Linked DNA regions of Mus musculus: region 2 is linked to region 1. The links are chromatin contacts, called in public Hi-C maps. All regions are on one chromosome and are shown on one strand. Each heading gives the region's core, a stretch centred on a gene start, on an enhancer-like site or on the middle of the called end of the contact. The rest is flanking DNA. Distances are from core to core; before and after follow the strand shown.

The links. A called contact is a pair of places that touch in the nucleus more often than the background predicts.
Region 2: a contact with region 1 is called in a Hi-C map of bone marrow-derived macrophages, with 2.4 times the contacts expected there. The contact joins the enhancer-like site here to the promoter of Tmem82 in region 1. A contact is called at or near these places in 7 of 484 Hi-C or Micro-C datasets (B cells, the Ba/F3 cell line, bone marrow-derived macrophages and 4 more), 2 of 115 datasets of contacts at active chromatin or transcription factors (fetal liver and pancreatic cancer cells) and 1 of 9 other capture datasets (embryonic stem cells).

The regions. Positions count from the first base shown.
Region 1 is chr4:141,613,975-141,620,076 of GRCm38.p6, forward strand. It overlaps Tmem82 (transmembrane protein 82), which reads right to left and starts at 4,659. Exons shown (of 6, transcript NM_145987.2): 1 at 3,925-4,659; 2 at 3,666-3,738; 3 at 3,321-3,495; 4 at 2,230-2,647; 5 at 971-1,161; 6 at 259-732. The coding sequence starts at 4,012. The coding sequence ends at 607. Slc25a34 (solute carrier family 25, member 34) reads right to left here. Exons shown (of 5, transcript NM_001013780.1): 5 at 4,850-6,102. AI507597 (expressed sequence AI507597) reads left to right here and starts at 396. Exons shown (of 3, transcript NR_033566.1): 1 at 396-503; 2 at 601-709; 3 at 984-1,630.
Region 2 is chr4:141,973,487-141,979,709 of GRCm38.p6, forward strand. It overlaps Fhad1 (forkhead-associated (FHA) phosphopeptide binding domain 1), which reads right to left. Exons shown (of 32, transcript NM_177868.4): 6 at 794-917. Among named protein-coding and RNA genes, the nearest start is that of Fhad1os1, 6.4 kb to the right of the region's middle. Within about 2 kb of position 4,070, at least 22 of the 459 cell types and tissues checked have an H3K27ac peak or open chromatin away from gene starts, as enhancers often do. A contact at or near this core is called in bone marrow-derived macrophages, where this site is marked.

The DNA of each region.
Region 1 (6,102 bases), core at 3,409-5,908:
GGGTGACACTCAGAGCATTCCATGCTCGTAACCCTGAGCAACTTCTCCAGCTCCCAACCATCTTGATAACCGCATGTTCCTGGTGCAGTTCTTTGTCCTGGGACACAAGAACCTGGTACTTCAGCCTGTGTCCTTTGTCCCCCAGGGAACTCAGGGCAGGGCCAGGTTTGAGGCTCATATCCTAGAAGCCTGCCCCCGAAGACATTGGATTCAGGAAGCCCCTTTTTCTTCCTGTGCCACTGTGATCCTCAACGCAGGTTGAGAAAAGTCACCTTTATTGTCTTCGGCGAGAGCAAGGTGGGGGAGGGGTGGCCAGAGGGCAGGGGCCATTCTGAGGTCACAATTGTCCTCTTGCCCAGCCAAGAAAAGTGGGTCTGCTGACGCTGTCCATCTCCAAGAGAGAGGGATTCACTCTGAGGCCTTCATGTCCCCACCTCTCTAGGTCCCCAGCCCTGGCCACCTCCTTTCTCCAGAGCCCCCCCATGGCCTGCCCAAAAGTCTAGGTGAGGACCAGCCACTCAGTCTTCAGGCCACATCGTGTGGTCAAGACCTTGCTGGTTAGGCCGCGCAGGCCTGAAACTGACTTCACATCCTCCGCAGGGCGAGTCAGGAGGGGACCGCGCTCCTGGCTGGGGCAGGTGTGGAAGGCCGGGGCTCACATGGATCTGTCCATCCTGATTCTCCTTCTGCTGTTACTGCTGCTGTTACTGTAGGCCTCTGGGGTGGAAAGCCCTGGGGGGAGGGTCCGAAGGGACACATACCCCCAGTTAGTCTCAGATCCGTCATCAGGATCTTCCGACCCTCTGGGACCCCCGGGGTTGCCAGCTGGAGTGGTCCCTGGTACCCAGGTCCTCACTCCGAGTTGAGGGTCCCCTGCCCTCCCGACTCTTGTCAACTCTGGGGGTGTGTGTGCTGGGAACCTTGGGAACAGGGTGGGAAGCTGGGGGGGGGGATCCATAAAGGTACCTACCTGTATCTGGCAGAGGTCGATTAAGGCGCGAATACCGGCTAAGCACCACAGCTCACCCAAAAGGGAGAAAAAGATACTCAGGAGATCCAGCCAGCGGCCCACGGTCATCAACAGAAGGAAGAGGCCACCCATGCGCACCAGCACCGTCTGGACCTGGCCCTGTAGGCTGAAGCGATGTTGCCACTGCTCCTCTGTGGGACGCGGTTGTCACTGTCTCAGCCGGCACCTTCTGGAGATCAGCTGGGGCCAGCCTGTTTCACTTCTCAGCTGCCTTCCCCGGGGATCTTGTCAGCTTCCCTGACTGCCTTCCCACAGCCCTGCTTCTGTCTCTGGGCACCTACAGGACTTCTTACCCACCCTTAAGTTTCCCCCTGGTTGAGGACAGAGCCCTGCCAGTCGATGGCAGGAATCTAAGGTTCTCCCCCTTTCTGCCTGTCAGTTTGAATCATCCGCAGCTCAGTTGGCTTCTGCCAGTCTCTCTCTTGTTCCATCCTGGTCCCAGCCACCTTCCCCTCTTGCCGAAGCTCACTCATCAAGGCGCCTGAGTTTTGTTCCCGACCAAGCTCTACTGACCATCTAAAGCGACCTAAACACACCAATAAGATGACACCATCCCTCTGCTTTTAGAGAACTCTAATGGAAGTCTTGTTTTCCACAGTCAAACTTGACTTGGTCCCGTCTCTCCATCCTCATCCGATCTGTGTTCCCCTTCCTTAGAAAGACAGCAGTCCTGGTTCCTCATTTCGTACACAGAGACTGCCAAGTCTATCCCTGCCTCAGGGTCTTCACAGCTACTGTTCTTACCGCTTGGACCACCCTTCCCTGCTCCTCCACTTGCGACTAACTCCCATTCTGCAGCCAGGTGCCTCTTCCTAGTGGCCAGATCTGACCAGCCACTCTCTCCTGCATAGGACCCTGCCCAGCTTGGTTGGCCAGGGCTCTGGAACGGGCCTTTCTGAATTTATAGCCAGCCTTGACTATAATCCCTATGGTCCTTGGGGGGACAACCCTAAACCACACGCAGTGGTGCATGGCCACACCTTCACTCTGTGCTTTGACCCACAATCCCTTTCACCTTACCTAGTCCTCAAGACCAACCCAGGTACCAGGTCTTCAGGGTTCCTATGTGATGGGTTCCTATATGACATCACTGCTCTAAGAAGCCCATGGTAGAGTCTAAGTCCTGTCCCCGGACTGGATGGCTGGGATGACAAGGGGAGTGTGGGCAATGGAAGGGACCCCAGTTCTGGGGCTCTCACCCTGCATGTAGATGACCAACAGTGTGTAACAGATGGTGAGCGGGGTCCAGAATCGCACGGCCTCTGAGGAGCTCAGGAAGTCCTTGTTGATGAGAGCCACTGCCGCCAGATCACTCACAGCAAAGGCCACTGTCAGAGTGCGGCTCAGGAGCCTGGGCATGCCGTGCTGGCTGGCCAGCAGGCCCAAGCAGACCCCACAGTAGCGCTGGCTGCTGTGCAGTTCATAGAGGCTGCAGATGTGGCGGGTTAGGCGCCGGGCACCCAGGGCAAGGAGTACAGCCAGCCCCAGGCTCAGCAGCAGGTTCAGGGAGCGGTGTGGGGCACCTTCCTGGAGGAAGCTCAGGCCACAGCTTAGCCCACAGCCCAGGGAGAACTGACACACCAGGAAAAGCTGGAGCCTTTCCTTGTTCCCGGAACCCTGCAGGGGAAGAGAGCCCAGCGTAGGCCACATGGCGGGAGGCTGGCATCAGGAGGGTGGTTTCTCTTGTTCATCCGGTTGGCTAGAGGGTGATGGGTCTGGGCCTTGAAGACCCGACTTCACAGGCAAACCGTGTGCTCCTTTGAGCGTCAGTTGCCACACTGGTGGAGATCCAAGAAGACCCTTAATTATTACAGCTGTCCGGACAAAATGGGCCAAAGCCCTCAAAGGAACTTAGCCAGGGCCGGTCAAAAAGCTCAGCAGAACAAGCCTTTTGTTTTTGGATCTCATGTGTTCCAGGCTAGCCCCAGACCCAATAGTCAAGGATGGCCCTGAACTTCTCATCCTTCAGGCAAGGTTGTCACCAGGCCTGGGTTTACACGGTGCAGGGGATCAAATCCAGGGCTTTGTGTGAGCATGCCAGGCAAGCACTCTACCAACTGATCCACACTCCCAGCTCACAGAACCGACATTTACACGGGTGTGATTGTGTGTGTGTGTGTGTGTGTGTGTGTGTGTGTGTGTGTGTGTGTGTGTTGGGTCTGTCTCGTACTGCCAGGCAACAAACTAAAATCTATGGTTTCCATCTGAAAGTGGGGGTGGGGTCACTAGGCTCTATTTCCCAATCCAGAGGATGAAAGTGGCCCAGAGTGGCCCCACGCTGTCGTCTCACCTTGCCCAGAGACAGCAGAGTGGACACAGCCCGGAGCGAGAACTCCAAGACGACGAGGGCGGCTACCCGGGACCCTATCAAGGTCAGGAACAGGGTCAGACCAGCCAGATGCAGCATCTCCAACGAGGCCCATTGCGCGCTCAGCCGCTGCTTTTGGGGCTGCCGCTGGGGGTCACTGTGGGGGCAGAATGGGTGCCGGCTGAAAGACAGGATCACGGGGTCCTGTCCCGTGGGAGAGTTGCCAGGGCTCCAGCTCAACTCTCTCGGCTCTCTCCAAGAGAGACCAGACTCCGCTCAGGGACCAACTGCCTGGGCAAGGTGGGTGGGACCGACGTGGACACTCACTTGACACAGGCCACGAAGAAATAAACTTTCAGGAGACTGTTGAGAACCGAGACTCCAAGGGCCCCGATCAAGCCTGAGCCAGACAAAGGAGAGGGTGAAGGGGGGGGGGCGTTAGTGTTGTCGGGGAGGAGGCAGGGTGAGCTCAGGGGGCAGCCAGGAGCCGAGACCCCCACGTGGATGTGGGGCCCACCTTGCACTCCGCCCACCCGCGGGAGGGACGTGGCGGGGAGGGGCAGGTGTGCATCCCAGAGGCGCTCACCTTGCAGAAGGCTGTCGAAGAGACTGGAACCCCACTCAAAGGAAGGGAGGCTGGGGAGCCAGGAGGAGAGGGAAGGCAGGGAGAACATGGCAGCCTCCAGGAACCCTCAGCCTCCGACCGGGTCCGCGCTGGGACAAACCCAATGATATCACTGGTCAAAGGTGTCTCTAGAGGACAGGGGAGGGACTAGGAAAGGGTCAAAGGCCTGGGGGCGGGGCCGGGGAGACAGCTGCCTTAGATCTTCCAGGTTGCTGGATTCAGTGGCACTGTCAGCTCGCAGCTGCTGGTGGCTTCCCATTCAGGTCTCAAGGGCAAAGCAGTTAACTGGTTCTGGTCTGTCCCCGCTAGACTTCAAGGCCACCATGCCTTCCGGAAGTCCCTCTTCGGCCAGCTCACCTGGCCTTCCCCCTCTCAGGTGTGGCCCGCACTCAACCTGAAGTGTGACTTGGCCCTCTCAAGTTCCCAAAGCAGAGCTGCTCCCCGCAGCGCTCTGTCTCTTCGGGCTTCTGAAAATTAGTAGTTTAGCTTCTACAAGCCACAGGGAAAGAAGGGTTTGGAATCCCCTTAAGACTTAGGTTGAAGCTGGGCGTGGTGGCGCACACCTTTAATCCCAGCACTCGGGAGGCAGAGGCAGGCGGATTTCTGAGTTCGAGGCCAGCCTGGTCTACAGAGTGAGTTCCAGGATAGCCAGGGCTACACAAAGAAACCCTGTCTCGAAAAAAAAAAAAAAAAAAAAAAGACTCCGGTTGAGCGCAGTCTTTCTTGGGGTCATACTGTTCTCCTTCCGTCCACTAGGTGGCAGGCTTCACCTGGGCGGGCGGGCACTGCTTTTTGGGTCCTTCCTAGAAATAAAAGGCTTGAGATTGAGGGTTTGGGGCGGGGCGGGGCGGGGCAGGGACAGGGAAGCAGAGGGCAATTGCCAAAGTTTACAAAATATAAAACTTTATTGGAGTGTTCAGGAGTGTTCATCTGGAGTAATTTTTCTCACTTGGGAAGTGGTTGGGGAAGGTGGTTGAGGCTACCTGGCCAAGAGCGAGTGTCCACTTTCATAGGAGAAAGGCCACTGGGTGCCTTACACACCTGTCCCTGTGGTGGAGCGTGCCTGCAGTCTGGAGAGAGGGCTCGGAGTGTGTCGTTGGCCCTGCAGTGGCTCTGCTCCGTGACCCACATGGACAGGCACCCTCTTTCCTAGGCCTGAGCTCCCCCGGACGTACACAAACAGGAAGCCTGGACTCAAGCGCTCTAAGACTGCTGCTGACGCCCTAATCCAGCCCCTCAGGGACTGTAGAGGGAGGCCGTGGTAGCTCCCTCGGTAATATGCAGTCCCTGTGTGGGTCCTATTCAACAGAACTGGGTCTCCATCTCCCTGTCCTCCTCCTCCTCCTCTTCCTCCTCCTCCTCTTCCTCCCTTTCCTCCCTCCCCAACCCCCTTCTCCCCTCCTCTCCCTCTCTCTCCTCTCTGGCTCTCATGGAATCCAGGCTGACCTCAGACTTGCTATGGAGCCGAGGATGACTCCGAACTCCAGATCCTCCTGCCTCTGCCTCCCCAGGGCTGAGAATACAGGCAGGGGCCATCATGCCCAGTTCATTTGGATCCTGGGGGGCCTCGTGGGCATCAGGTGGGCAGTCTGCCGACTGATCTATGTCCCCAGCCTGAGGAAAGCTGATTTTACTCAGATTCAGAGAAGACCAAAGGAAGCTGCTCATTTTAAAGTCAAGGAAAGAGGTCTCAGGAGAAGTCAGCCTTGGGCTGTGGTGTGGACCACGGGCAGATCACGTGACCAGCATGCCCAGGCCCTGGCTCTACCACAGCACCACAGATAACTGAAATAAAAGAGAGACGCCAACACCGCCAATACCTTCCTGCGCTTCCAGCTTCAGAAGGTAGGAAAACAGGGTTGTTTGTTTTGCTAAGCCATTGAGGCAGCTTCAGAACTTGGTTTGATAACTAGCTTTGGCCAACCAGACTCTGGGGACACCAAGGACTCCCTGGTGGCACAAGGGTCTCACATGCAGTGGCCTCTGAGGGACACGAAGCCCAGTAGTCCTGATGTAGCCTTGTCTTCGTTGAGAGCATGGTATGGGGGTAGGCAGAGTTGAACTCCAGTCCTGGCTCTGTCATGGCAAACATATGTGGCTCCAGCCAGAGACATGGCTCCCCTCAGCCTCAGTTTCCCC
Region 2 (6,223 bases), core at 2,820-5,319, 360 kb after region 1:
TGTTCTCAGCTTCAAATATCCCCAAATGGCTTCCCAGCACACAGAGGAGACAATCCCCTGTGGGATCTGGCCCTGTCTTCTCCTCTGACCCCCCAATATGTCTCACAACCCCTCTTTCCCTGAGTCACACTTACCTGTCGCTCCTTCAACAGATTCCTTCCCCAGGACCTTTGCACATGTACTTGCTGCTAGCAGAGCACAGCTCCTACAGGGCGCCTCCCGTTTGCCACACGTGATATCCTTCTCCACACTCCTGAAGCCCCTCACTACCATGGGCCCCATTTTACTGTCTTTACAGGATTGCTCTCTCCCTCAGACATGCCTGCTTTCTCACCTGTCTGCCTGTCATATGGATCCAGGCTAAGTAACCTCTGTGGCTAGCAAGATGGCCCATGAGTTGCCTATCCCCCTCCCACAGTCTTCAGCCTTGAACTACCTCAGTTGGTCAGTCAGCAAAATGTTTTTACTCAGGGCCGAGAGCACTTCAAGGAAATGGTTCTCAGGACCTCAGGCCACTTGACATCCTTATCCTCCTTGGTGAGACGGATGCTAGCTAAGAGCTGGTACTCACTCAAACATTGACTATGGAGGTAGTGCCCATGCTAAAAATGGCTGATGAGCACTTCTGGGGGAAGATCCCCAGTCACTGATGATATGGCCTGATGGTTGCTGAGAACTCTAAGGCTCTGTCCAAACTCAGGAAGCAACTTGTGATCGATTGGTGATGTCTGCTCAGGCCACAGGGGTGGGTGGTGAGGTAGTGCCTCCTAAGCCCGACTCCAGAAGAGCTCACCTGATGTAATGGCATGGTCTCTCTTTAAGTTCTCGCCCTCATTCTTCAGGGATTCGATTTCCGTGTTGCGCTCTGCCAGGGTCTGACTCAGCACCTGGCTATAGCCTTTTTGAAGAGCGTTGATCTGTGGGAGGAGGCAGCACACAGTCAGAGGGCACCAGCCCAGCTCCAAGATACATGGGCATTTCCTAAATCTGTGCAGAGATTCTGATCTGTCACATGATCTTGTCTTGCTGATGACAAAGGTGCAGAGCCCCAGATGTCCCAGGGATACCTGTCCCCCTTCCTTGATGTGTGTTCTTCACACCACTGGAACTCTCAGCCATAAACAGACCAACCCCAGGGTTTGCCATCAGACATCACTGGCTGGATGTCAAGCAGAGTTCAAGAGAGTGACACAGGTTGTAACCTTTTCCTTGGATGACAGTGGACATTTTTCACAGGACCCTCTAGAAGACATACTCAGTCTGCAGCTCATGAACTGTCTGCCCAAAATCAGAGACTTACTTAAAGCATTATGAATTTTAAAAACAATTTTATTTGGGGATGGTGGTCATGTCCACGGGACAGTGCACAATTGTCAAAGGACAATCTTTAGGACTCGGTGCTCTCCTTTCATCCTATAGGTCCCAGGAATTGAACGCAGGTAGTACAGGCTTGGGGGCAAGCACCTTTGCTGGCCCATGACGATGACGTCATTATCATCATCACCATCACGACCACCATCATTTTTATAGTGTAGCTCTTACACATGAACTTACAGCCAGTTCAGTGACACTGATGAGTTGCAATGTCAAGAGGCTGGACATGCCTGCCAGTGCCCCAGACACACTCTCAGCCCTGGCTCCTTCTGTAGAGCCTCACAGCACTCTGACGGATGTTGCCATACAGTTCCCACCTTGCAAGTGAGGAAACCAAGAACGGGCGAGCTGAGCTTGCCGGCCGGCTTGGGACCTCGGCTCAGGCTGGCCTGTGGTGGAGCTTCATTCAAGCCCTGCCAGCAGGTGTCTGGCTCCGTCTCAGTTGAGTGTCTACTATGCAAGCGTGAGGATCTGAGATCAGATCTCCGGCACCCGTGTCACAAAGCCTGGCAGAGTGGCATGTGCCCGTCACCCCAGCCCTGGGGATTGGGACGGGCGGTCCATGAAGCTCATTGGCCAGCCAGTTCAGCCGGACTGTGACCTTCAGGATCATTAAGAGATCCTATCAAAAAATAAAGGTGAAGAGCGACCAAGAAAAGATGCCCGAGATGGGTGTGTTGGTGGTGCCTTTAACCCCAGCACTTAGGAGGTGGGTCTCTGACTTTGAGGCCATCCTGGTCTATAAAAGAAGTTCCAGAATAGCTAGGGCTACACAGAGAAACCAGGATGGGAGGTGGACACCTGGCTTCAACCTCTGGCCTTTATGTGTACACATTGTAAGCACAGACACACGCACACCACCACATTAACGTCTCACACACACACACACACACACACACACTGAGAGAGAGCGAGTTGGAATTTATACTGTGTTGCCTATACATGAGGGAGAATGTCTGCCCCTCTGCTCTCCCAAGTACTAGAAATAAAGGAGTGTGCCACCATGCCACGCCTGGTCCTGTCTCAGCTTTTAATTCTGTGAACGTGGTCATGCTAGTCCTGACTTTACAGGGCTGCAGAGAGATTATATAAGCTAACAGACTTAAAAGTGCTCAGACAATGCCTGGCACATCACATAAAGATATTAGCTACGACTATTTGATTATCCTGCTTTAGCTTCTGGCTGCTTTGGGGGAAGGAAGACAGACTATAATACTTTTGTGTGTGCCTGTGAATCTTGACTGGACTTAGCTGCTGGGTGACTGCTGACTGTCACACTCTGTCACAGGCCTGGCATTAAAAAGACAAAGGTTAGTCCCTGCCCCACCCAGATAATTCAGACACAGACACACAGACACACAGACATACACACACACACACACACACACACACACACACACACGCTTGCATGCATGCACGTACACTTGCAGGCACACATGTGTGCACACAACCACACCACTAGATGGCGCCCACAGCCCTGTGTTGGGCTTCCTGCTGACTCTGAAAAATGAAATTGCAGGGAAATGGATGGGCCTGGAAAATCTTATATTAAGTCAGAGAGCCTAGCCTGATCCCAGAAAGACAAACAGCATTTGCGATGGCTCATGTGTGGATTGTAGCTTCTAACATATATTATTCATAATTACCAATAATGACACCTTCTTTCTTTAACCTAACTCTAGCTTTTTTTTTTATCCCTACTGGGGACTTTCATATTTCTCTCCCTCCTTTGTTTAGAAGGTATAATACCTTCCTTATTTATTATTAACCTCCATATCTACTTTAAACTCTAACTAGGTAACTTCACTACCAATCCCTGTTACTATCCTAGTGTTTGCAGCGTGAGAAGCAGCTGCCAGGCAAACTTTCTCACACAGACGGGACGGACTGACTGTGTACAACATCTTTATCTCCTACAATGCTAAAAATTATCTTCCCATCACTAATACTCCTTCCACTAACTTGGCTATCAAAAAATGTAAAAATCTGAGCTAATATAACCTCATATAGCATTCTGGTAAGCCTTATTAGCCTATCATTATTATGACAAAAAGATAAACATAACTTAAACTTTTCAATTATATTCTCCTCAGACCCCTTATCCACCCCACTAATCATTCTCTTTTGTTTGTTTATTTGTTTTATTTTGTTTTTTCGAGACAGGGTTTCTCTGTGTTGCCCTGGCTGTCCTGGAACTCACTTTGTAGACCAGGCTGGCCCCGAACTCAGAAATCTGCCTGCCTCTGCCTCCCAAGTGCTGGGATTAAAGGCGTGCACCACCAATGCCCAGCCTCCCACTAATCATTCTTACAACTTGACTTTTACTCCTAATATTATTAGCCAGTCAAAAATCACATAAAGGAAAATAATTATATATCAAAACTCTATATTTCTCTATTAGTTAGCCTCCAAATTTTGCTTATCATTTTCTGCAACCAAATGAATTATATTTTATATTTTATTTGAAGCCACCCTTATTCCAACACACACACAGACACAGACACACAGACACACACGCACATATAGACACACTCTATTTTTGTGAGGGTCTGGGGAGGGAAAATGCCAGGAAACTAGGGAGGGGCCACGGGAGAGGAAAGCTTACTTCTAGGGGGAAATGAATTAGAGCTCAGTGAATGTTAACTTCATTCAAACCGCAAGCCCTGACTGGTTAGATCAGACCAATCACGGGAAGCCCTGCCTTCCTCATTAGGCTGTTCAAACTCACTTCCCCCGAGTGAACACGGGCAGTGTCTAGGATTGTTTCTTCACGGCTTTTATACTTTTAAAGATTTCCAGTGAGTTTGGGTTTTATTAGGGTCTTGATGCCTTTCACCTGTCGTTAATCCTTATTATGTACAGTTAAATTCCTTTACCTTTCGCCAGTTTCTATTATGTAAATTGAAATCTTCTAATAAAATTTTTAAATAATGAAAAAAAAAGCCTGTGTGTCTGTGTGTGTGATTGTGTGTTTGTGGTGTTTGTGTCTCTGTGTGTGTGAGTGTGTGTGTCTGTGTGAGTGTATGTGTGTACATATGTGTGTGAGTGTATGTATGTATGTGTGAACATATGTGTGTGAGTGTGTCTCTGTGTGTGTGTTTGTGTGTGTATATGTATGTGTGAACATATGTGTGTGAGTGTGTGTGTCTGTGTGTCTGTGTGTGTGTGTGTATGGATGTGTCCCCTCACCTTCCTTGGAGCCACACACCTGAATGTGTGGGTGGAGAAAGCTCCTCTCTTCCTGCTTACTGTAACTAAGATAGATGTTTCTAGGGGCTGCAGAGATTGCTCAGTGGGTAAGAGTGCTTGCTGCTCAAGCATGAGAATCTGAGCTCGGATCCCAGCACCCGCATAACAAACAAACGTGTCAGCACACAAGCCTGTAAGCCCAGCCCCATGGGGGTCAGAGACAGCGTGGTCTCCAGGGCTTGCTGGCTGCCAGCCTAGCTTCAGGCTCAGTGAGAGACCCTGTCTCAGGAACAGGACAGACACGGACAGGTGTGTATGCCCACTCATATGTGCAGGCATACACTACACACATTCAAAAATAAAACATAAAAACAAATAAACATTTCTAATTTCTAGCCTAAATCTTTCTGGCGCAGGACACCAAAGGCATTCTCTAAGGATGAGCTTGGGGGCCAGGCATGGGAAGGGATGCCACTAAGAGTTCAGGGCCATCAGACAGGAAATATTTCAATCAAGCACCCTGCCCTAAGGTCTCAAATCGCAGTTTTCAGCCTTCTTCACAGCCTTCATTACCTAAATAAATATCCAGATTGTCTGTCATTGGTGAAAACCCCGGGATGTTTATTGCCTGGTTTGGTTGTGTAATAAAACGGGTATTGGGTCATAAGGAAGTCAGCAGTGCTGGGAAGAAGGATCGCCTAGGGTAATCACCACCCTACTAACTAGCTCGGGCACGGAGGTAAGCGTGCTTTGGTGGCATGGTGGCAGATGGAAGAGCCTTGAGAGCAGATCGTTAGGTCCCTGCTTTCAGGGGACCCTCGACGACACATAAAGTAACCAGAGCCATTAATCAACCTGCTGTACAAATTATACTTCTGCCTGAGGGTTCTGCTGGCGATAAAATGGCTTAGAGACTAAAACAAGAGCTGCTTGGATTTAAACCTGCCACATCTTTGAGTTCAGACATGCTCTGACAAAATCCTAGACAATGACGGCTTCAGGAAGAGAGGGCTGTTTTTTTCTGGCTTTTTTTTTTATCTCACACTTTGAGGGTACAGTGCATCCTGGAAGCAGGAGCTTCAGTGAGCAGCTGGTGATGTCACATCTGCCATTAGGAAGCAGAGGGTGAAGAATGCCGGCTCGTGCTTGGCTCGCTTAGCCCTTTTCATTCAGTCTAGGAGGCCAGCATAGGGGATGGTGCTGCCCACAGTGAGACCAAGAGGCCAGCATAGGGGATGGTGCTACTCACAGTGAGTCCAGGAGGCCAGCATAGGGGATGGTGCTGCCCACAGTGAGGGCGGGTCTTCCTATCTAGATAGAACCTCACAGGCATGCCTGTTGTCCCTTGACCTCCACCTATGTGCTATAGTGTGAGCACATGCACACGCACACACACAAACACACACAGAGTCACATGTACACACAAATAAAAACTAAAACAAAACACCCCTTTCAATTATAACTGAATGTATAATAATTAAGTGTGGTTGTTCCTAAATTGTTCCTGAGTGAAGAAGTCACGCCCAGGTGTTACTAGATACTTGATCCAATACTCAAATTATGACCCGCTTTCATGGAGTCAGATAGGTGAACATCTATCCTAATTTGGTTCTCTCCTCTCTCTCTCTCTCTCTCTCTCTCTCTCTCTCTCTCTCTCTCT